Linked DNA regions of Zea mays: region 2 is linked to region 1. The links are chromatin contacts, called in public Hi-C maps. All regions are on one chromosome and are shown on one strand. The core of a region is the stretch at or near the end of the contact, and the rest is flanking DNA. Distances in the headings are between cores, read along the strand shown.

Region 1 (2,653 bases), core at 101-2,600:
AATTACATAATTCAGTTACTTAATACAGTTACTTAATTTAGTGCCCATGAGTAACAATAATATACAAGAAAATAATCAACAATCAGCAATAAAATTTATATCTATATTGCACATCGAGATTGAGAGACTAAGAGCTGATTACCTGAGCGCGTGGTGCCCCTCGTGCTACGGTAGCGGCGCGGCGGTGCTGGTGCAGGGGCGACGCGGCGCGAAGAGCGACAGCTGTGACATGGCGCTAAAGCACTCGAGCAGTGCCTCGTTTGGTAGCTTGGCGCTCTCCGTGAAGATGCGGTGGGGCGGCGAGGCGGTGGGGCGGCCCGGCTAGTGCAGGGGCGGTGCGGCTATGGAGCAAGCCGCGCGGGGGAGGGCGCGGCGTGGCTGTGGAGCAAGGTCGCGCGCGGCAGGGTGCGGCGCGGCTGAAGCACGGTGCGCGGGGGAGGGCGCGGTGCGGCGCGGCAGGAGCAGCGCGGGGGAGGGCGCGGCTGCAACGCGCGGGAGGGCGGCACGGCGCGGCTGCAGGCACGGGAGGGCGGCGCGGCGCAGTTGCAGGGCGCGGGAGAGGGGTGGCTCTGCGTGGCGCGGGGGAGGGCACGGGAGGGCGGCGCGGCGGGAGGGACAAAAGGCGACGACGCAGAGGAAGACGGCGACGCGGCGGGAGGGAGAAACGGCGGCGGCGCGGTAGGGGAGAAATGGGCGGGCGCGGGATTTTTGGTGAGGACGCGGCGCGGCTGAGGAAGACAGAGCAGTCGTGTTTGGGTAGGGTTAAAAAATAAGAGTTTGCTGCTTTCGCGGTACCCCGACACTCTTAAATTAATAGTGTGGGTTTTCTCGGCACCCCGACACTCTTAATTTAAGAGTTTCGGTACAGTAAAAAGCCACACTTTTACAGTATTAAGAGTGTCTGGGCCGACACTCTCAAATTTACCGATACTTCTTCAACGTTTTCTTGTACGGGCTGCCCGGACCTACCGTGCCGGCACGGCACGGCTAAGGAGGTTCAGTGCCGTGCTTGGGCGTAGGTTAAGATACTAGTGCCGTGCCGGCACGACACGGCTATTAAACGGGCCAAACGGAACGTACCCTAACCATGCCGTGTTTGACCGTGTCAGGGCTGGACCGGGCCGCCCGTTTGGTCATTTATAGCCACATCCCTCTCTGTTCTCTCTCTTTCTTTTGCCGCTCCAACCTTGGGGCCCACATGCAGTAGTGTGGAGCTCACAGTACAACACCACTCTCCCTCGGCCTCGGACATTCCGTCGGTCGCTATACTCCTCTCACTCTGGCTTGCACTTGCTGCCCTTTATATAGCCACCCCCTCCGGAGCTCACTCACTCCCCACTCTTGGTGCTCTTGCTTGAATATAGTCCCCCTCCTCTCTCTCTCACACACCTGTTCTTCGATCTCGGCCTAGCTAGCTAGCTAGCGAGCAAGCTATAGCTTAGCTCGGCTAGCCGGGTGTGTCGCCGGTCGGCTAGGCAACGCCGCTAGCGATCGCAAAATGGCAGATGCGGGGGAGGGGCGGCGGGTGTGCGGCATGCCGGAGAAGGCGCAGCTGCACGTTGCGATGCTGGCGCTGCAGTTCGGCTACGCGGGCTTCCACGTGGTGTCGCGGCTGGCGCTCAACATGGGCATCAGCAAGCTCGTCTTCCCCGTCTACCGCAACATCATCGCGCTCTGCCTCCTCGTGCCCTTCGCCTACTTTCTAGAGAAGTACGCACTGCTGGCACAATTGCTTGCATGCATGTTTTTTTTTATTTCGCTGCTGCTGCTGCTAGCTGATGATGTATATGAACTGCCTGCGTATGTGCGTGCGTGCCCGGCCCCTGCTGCAGGAAAGACAGGCCGCAGCTGACCCTCAACTTCGTCGTCCAGTTTTTCTTTCTCGCGCTCTGCGGGTAAGCTACCGACACCAACATATGCATGCATGCCCATCATGCATGACTGATACAGTAAATCGTAGTAATTATGCACGCATGCATGCTTGTTGTCATCATCAGCATCACGGCGAACCAAGGGTTTTACCTCCTGGGCCTGGACAACACGTCGCCGACGTTCGCGTCCGCCATCCAGAACTCGGTCCCGGCCATCACCTTCGCCATGGCCGCGGCGCTGCGGATCGAGAAGGTCCGGCTGGACCGCCGCGACGGCGTAGCCAAGGTGGCGGGCACGCTGGCGTGCGTGGCGGGGGCATCCGTCATCACGCTCTACAAGGGCCCCACCATCTTCGGTCCCGGCGGCGGCGGCGGCCTCGAGCTGGCGTCAACCAGCAAGGCGGTGGCCGGCGACAAGAACTGGACGCTGGGTTGCGTGTACCTGATCGGGCACTGCCTGTCGTGGTCCGGCTGGCTGGTGCTGCAGGCTCCCGTGCTGAAGAAGTACCCGGCACGGCTGTCCGTCACCTCCTACACCTGCTTCTTCGGCGTCATCCAGTTCCTCATCATCGCCGCCTTCATGGAGAGGGACGCCGACGCATGGAAGTTCCACTCCGGATCCGAGCTCTTCACCATCCTATATGCCGTGAGTATATATATCTCTCTCTACTTATTAGCTAGGTTGCTGCATGCTACGACAACGTACTCCTATCTTATTATGAAGTATATACATATTGCACTATATATAATAATACGCTATTCCAACTCTTGTGTAGAGCCAA
Region 2 (2,653 bases), core at 54-2,553, 190 kb before region 1:
GGGTCGAAACGCCGACAAGACTCTGCCGAGTGCTGGCCGGCAGACACTCAACAAAGAATAACTTCTGTGCCAAGTGTATTAGGATGCACTCGGCAAAGAGTAATTTTTTTGCCGAGTGTCACGCCGTCTCCGTCACCCTGGCACCGTGACGGCGACTTTTCTTTGCCGAGTACTCTCTGGCACTCGGCAAAGTCTGTGCCGAGTGCCCGAGAAAAGTACTCGGCAAAGAAGCCTTTGCCGATGTACTGTTCACCGAGACCTCTTTGCCGAGTGCAACACTCGGTAAAGCCTGTGCCGAGTGTTTTTTAGGCTTTGCTGAGTGCTTCAGACACTCGGCAAAGCAGCCGATTCTGGTAGTGATGGCCTTCCGCTCCCACATGGTGCTATAGACATAAAATTTGGATGCATGAACCAATTGCAATATGTTGCTTCTGAAAAGGGACTCTTCTCGATTGGAGGAGATGAGCAGGGGTAGAATAGCCAGGTAAGGAAAAAGGTAAAATAATATAAATAATGAAAAATGATCAGAGTACTATTTGGAAGAATAAAATTACTTATGATTACTATTATAGAGAAAGTGAAGTTGTGAATACTAGAAGGGAGAATACCGACATAAAAAGTACCATGATAGCAATGAACTCTATATCTGACGGCTTATCTTACAGGGGTGTTTGGTTTGATGGATCACTTCATCCAAAATGAGATGGTACATCATGTGTCAATTATTTAAATTTAGTGGGACGACTACATTCTTCATATTAGTACTAACCAACTATGAGAAATTAAGTGATGATAGATCAACTCATTTCATTCCACAAGCCAAATACAAAACTGAGGAACGAGAAAATAATTAACTAGCTAGCTCATTTTTCAAACTAAACACCCTATTATTTTCGACGGTTGTCATATAAACCGTCAGATATAAGACTAACGTCTGATGGCTTGAGACGTCCGACCGACATTATTATAACCTCCGACGACGGGCCTTTTAAGCTATTGGAATTAAATCGGCCGTCCGATCGGTCTACAAGAACTGTCGTTGGAACGTCCGTAGCCGCGCGGGCATATATGCGTGGAGCATCTGCACTGCCGGTGCCGCTGCATGCTTTCTCTTGCTTTTGTGCGTGCGTGCCTCGTTGCCTGCCGGCTATGGTTCGAGCAGTTCATCACTTCGCCCAGTTCAGTTCTGTCGGCATGCAGAAAGCGCGCACTAGCTGCCTCGGCCGTCGTCGGCCCGCATGCCTTGTGCTGCTGACGATGCATGTCGTGGTCCAGCTTGACCATATAGCGCAGCGTCAGGATTTGCTGCCGCGCCGCGCGCTTCTTTCTCAGCTGTGTGGCGGGATCTGTTGCTGTTGTCGTGCAGTGCAGTGTGTCGCCCGTCAATCGTATGGATCCAAGCTGTCGGAGTTGGAGGGGATGCCGCCTCGCTGACCTCTCTCTCTCTCACTTGGACTCTGCTGCACGCATGGCATGTTGTTGCACAGGGAGACCTACCTGTTCCCCTGGATACCGCCTCCACCCGCAACGCAACGTAATGTATCTTGCATATACACACCTCCGATGCTCGCGGCTTTTAGTCTCCCTCACCATTTGCTTTAGATGGCCAGCAATGGAACATGCACCTCTAGTCCATATAAGTCGATATCACTACTGGTAATACTCGCTGGCTACTGCAGTTAATTATATATCGTTGATGGGGATACACATTGAGGAACCCTGACTTTTAAGCCGGCCAAATCAAAATAAAAGCTGTCGATCGACTAATAATATAATTAATAACTTGTAAATTGGAATTAAAGCGTGGCCCAGGTTATGATGTGGTGCTTAAAATATATTGCACAACCAGAGCACAAATTGGACACCTGATGTCTATAATACTAAAGTGCATTGGGAGCAAAGCTGTGGAATAATTAATTGTAGTACAATGGCCGGCAGATACGGTTGCTGTATCTTTATTTGCATATATAATTCCATATGCAAAGTTTATATTTAATACTATTTTGTGATTAACTATAGAAAAGCCTCCTTCAGCCACCCATGCTAAATATCACTACTAAGAGTTTGTACAACCTAGCTAGAGTCTTCTGACCGGTTTTCTAAGCACAAGAGACATATAAGGAACTGCATTATATAATAGAGTGTTTTTAAAATCAATCACATCATAAATACATTTAGTAAATAATGTGTATCAAAAGTCGTGTATGGACGAGCTCTTCACGAAGAACTAGTCTCTTGTATTTTTTTATTTAACCCACGTAAAGAACCCTCAAGAGATCAGGGTACTAAATGAGGTTGTACATCGCTAAATAGGATAGATTATCGAGTGAAAAGCACCAAATTAAGTGATGGTTTTGGTGTAGTGCGTACATGCCACTCCAATTCACTGATTACTGGAAAGCCATCATAACGGCACATACAAACATCCGTGTACGTTAGGTGAGGAAAAATAGCCAATAATTAATATATACCTACGGCCAATACACATGTTGCGGGGAAAAAAGATGAACACGGAGAGAACACTCTGGCTTGGAGGCGAATCAGATCAAGAATACCTTTGTGGTTGTGGGTGGAAAAGTGCTAGTATCACCTCACAAAAAGTCCAGACATGTATTTATTGTGTTCGCCATCGAACATGTGTTAGCCCTGTTTA

Evidence for each region. Hi-C and Micro-C count contacts between places; a contact is called where the count stands out from the background.
Region 2: a Hi-C map of ear shows a contact between it and region 1, with 2.4 times the contacts expected there. The contact joins the enhancer-like site here to the promoter of LOC100279417 in region 1. A contact is called at or near these places in 2 of 25 Hi-C or Micro-C datasets (ear and tassel).

The regions. Positions count from the first base shown.
Region 1 is chr4:52,773,495-52,776,147 of Zm-B73-REFERENCE-NAM-5.0, reverse strand. It overlaps LOC100279417 (Protein WALLS ARE THIN 1), which reads left to right and starts at 1,350. Exons shown (of 4, transcript NM_001152429.1): 1 at 1,350-1,710; 2 at 1,833-1,895; 3 at 1,998-2,517. The coding sequence starts at 1,499.
Region 2 is chr4:52,959,026-52,961,678 of Zm-B73-REFERENCE-NAM-5.0, reverse strand. No RefSeq gene overlaps it. Among protein-coding and RNA genes, the nearest start is that of LOC100277478, 150 kb to the left of the region's middle. Within about 2 kb of position 1,303, at least 11 of the 20 cell types and tissues checked have an H3K27ac peak or open chromatin away from gene starts, as enhancers often do. A contact at or near this core is called in ear and tassel, where this site is marked.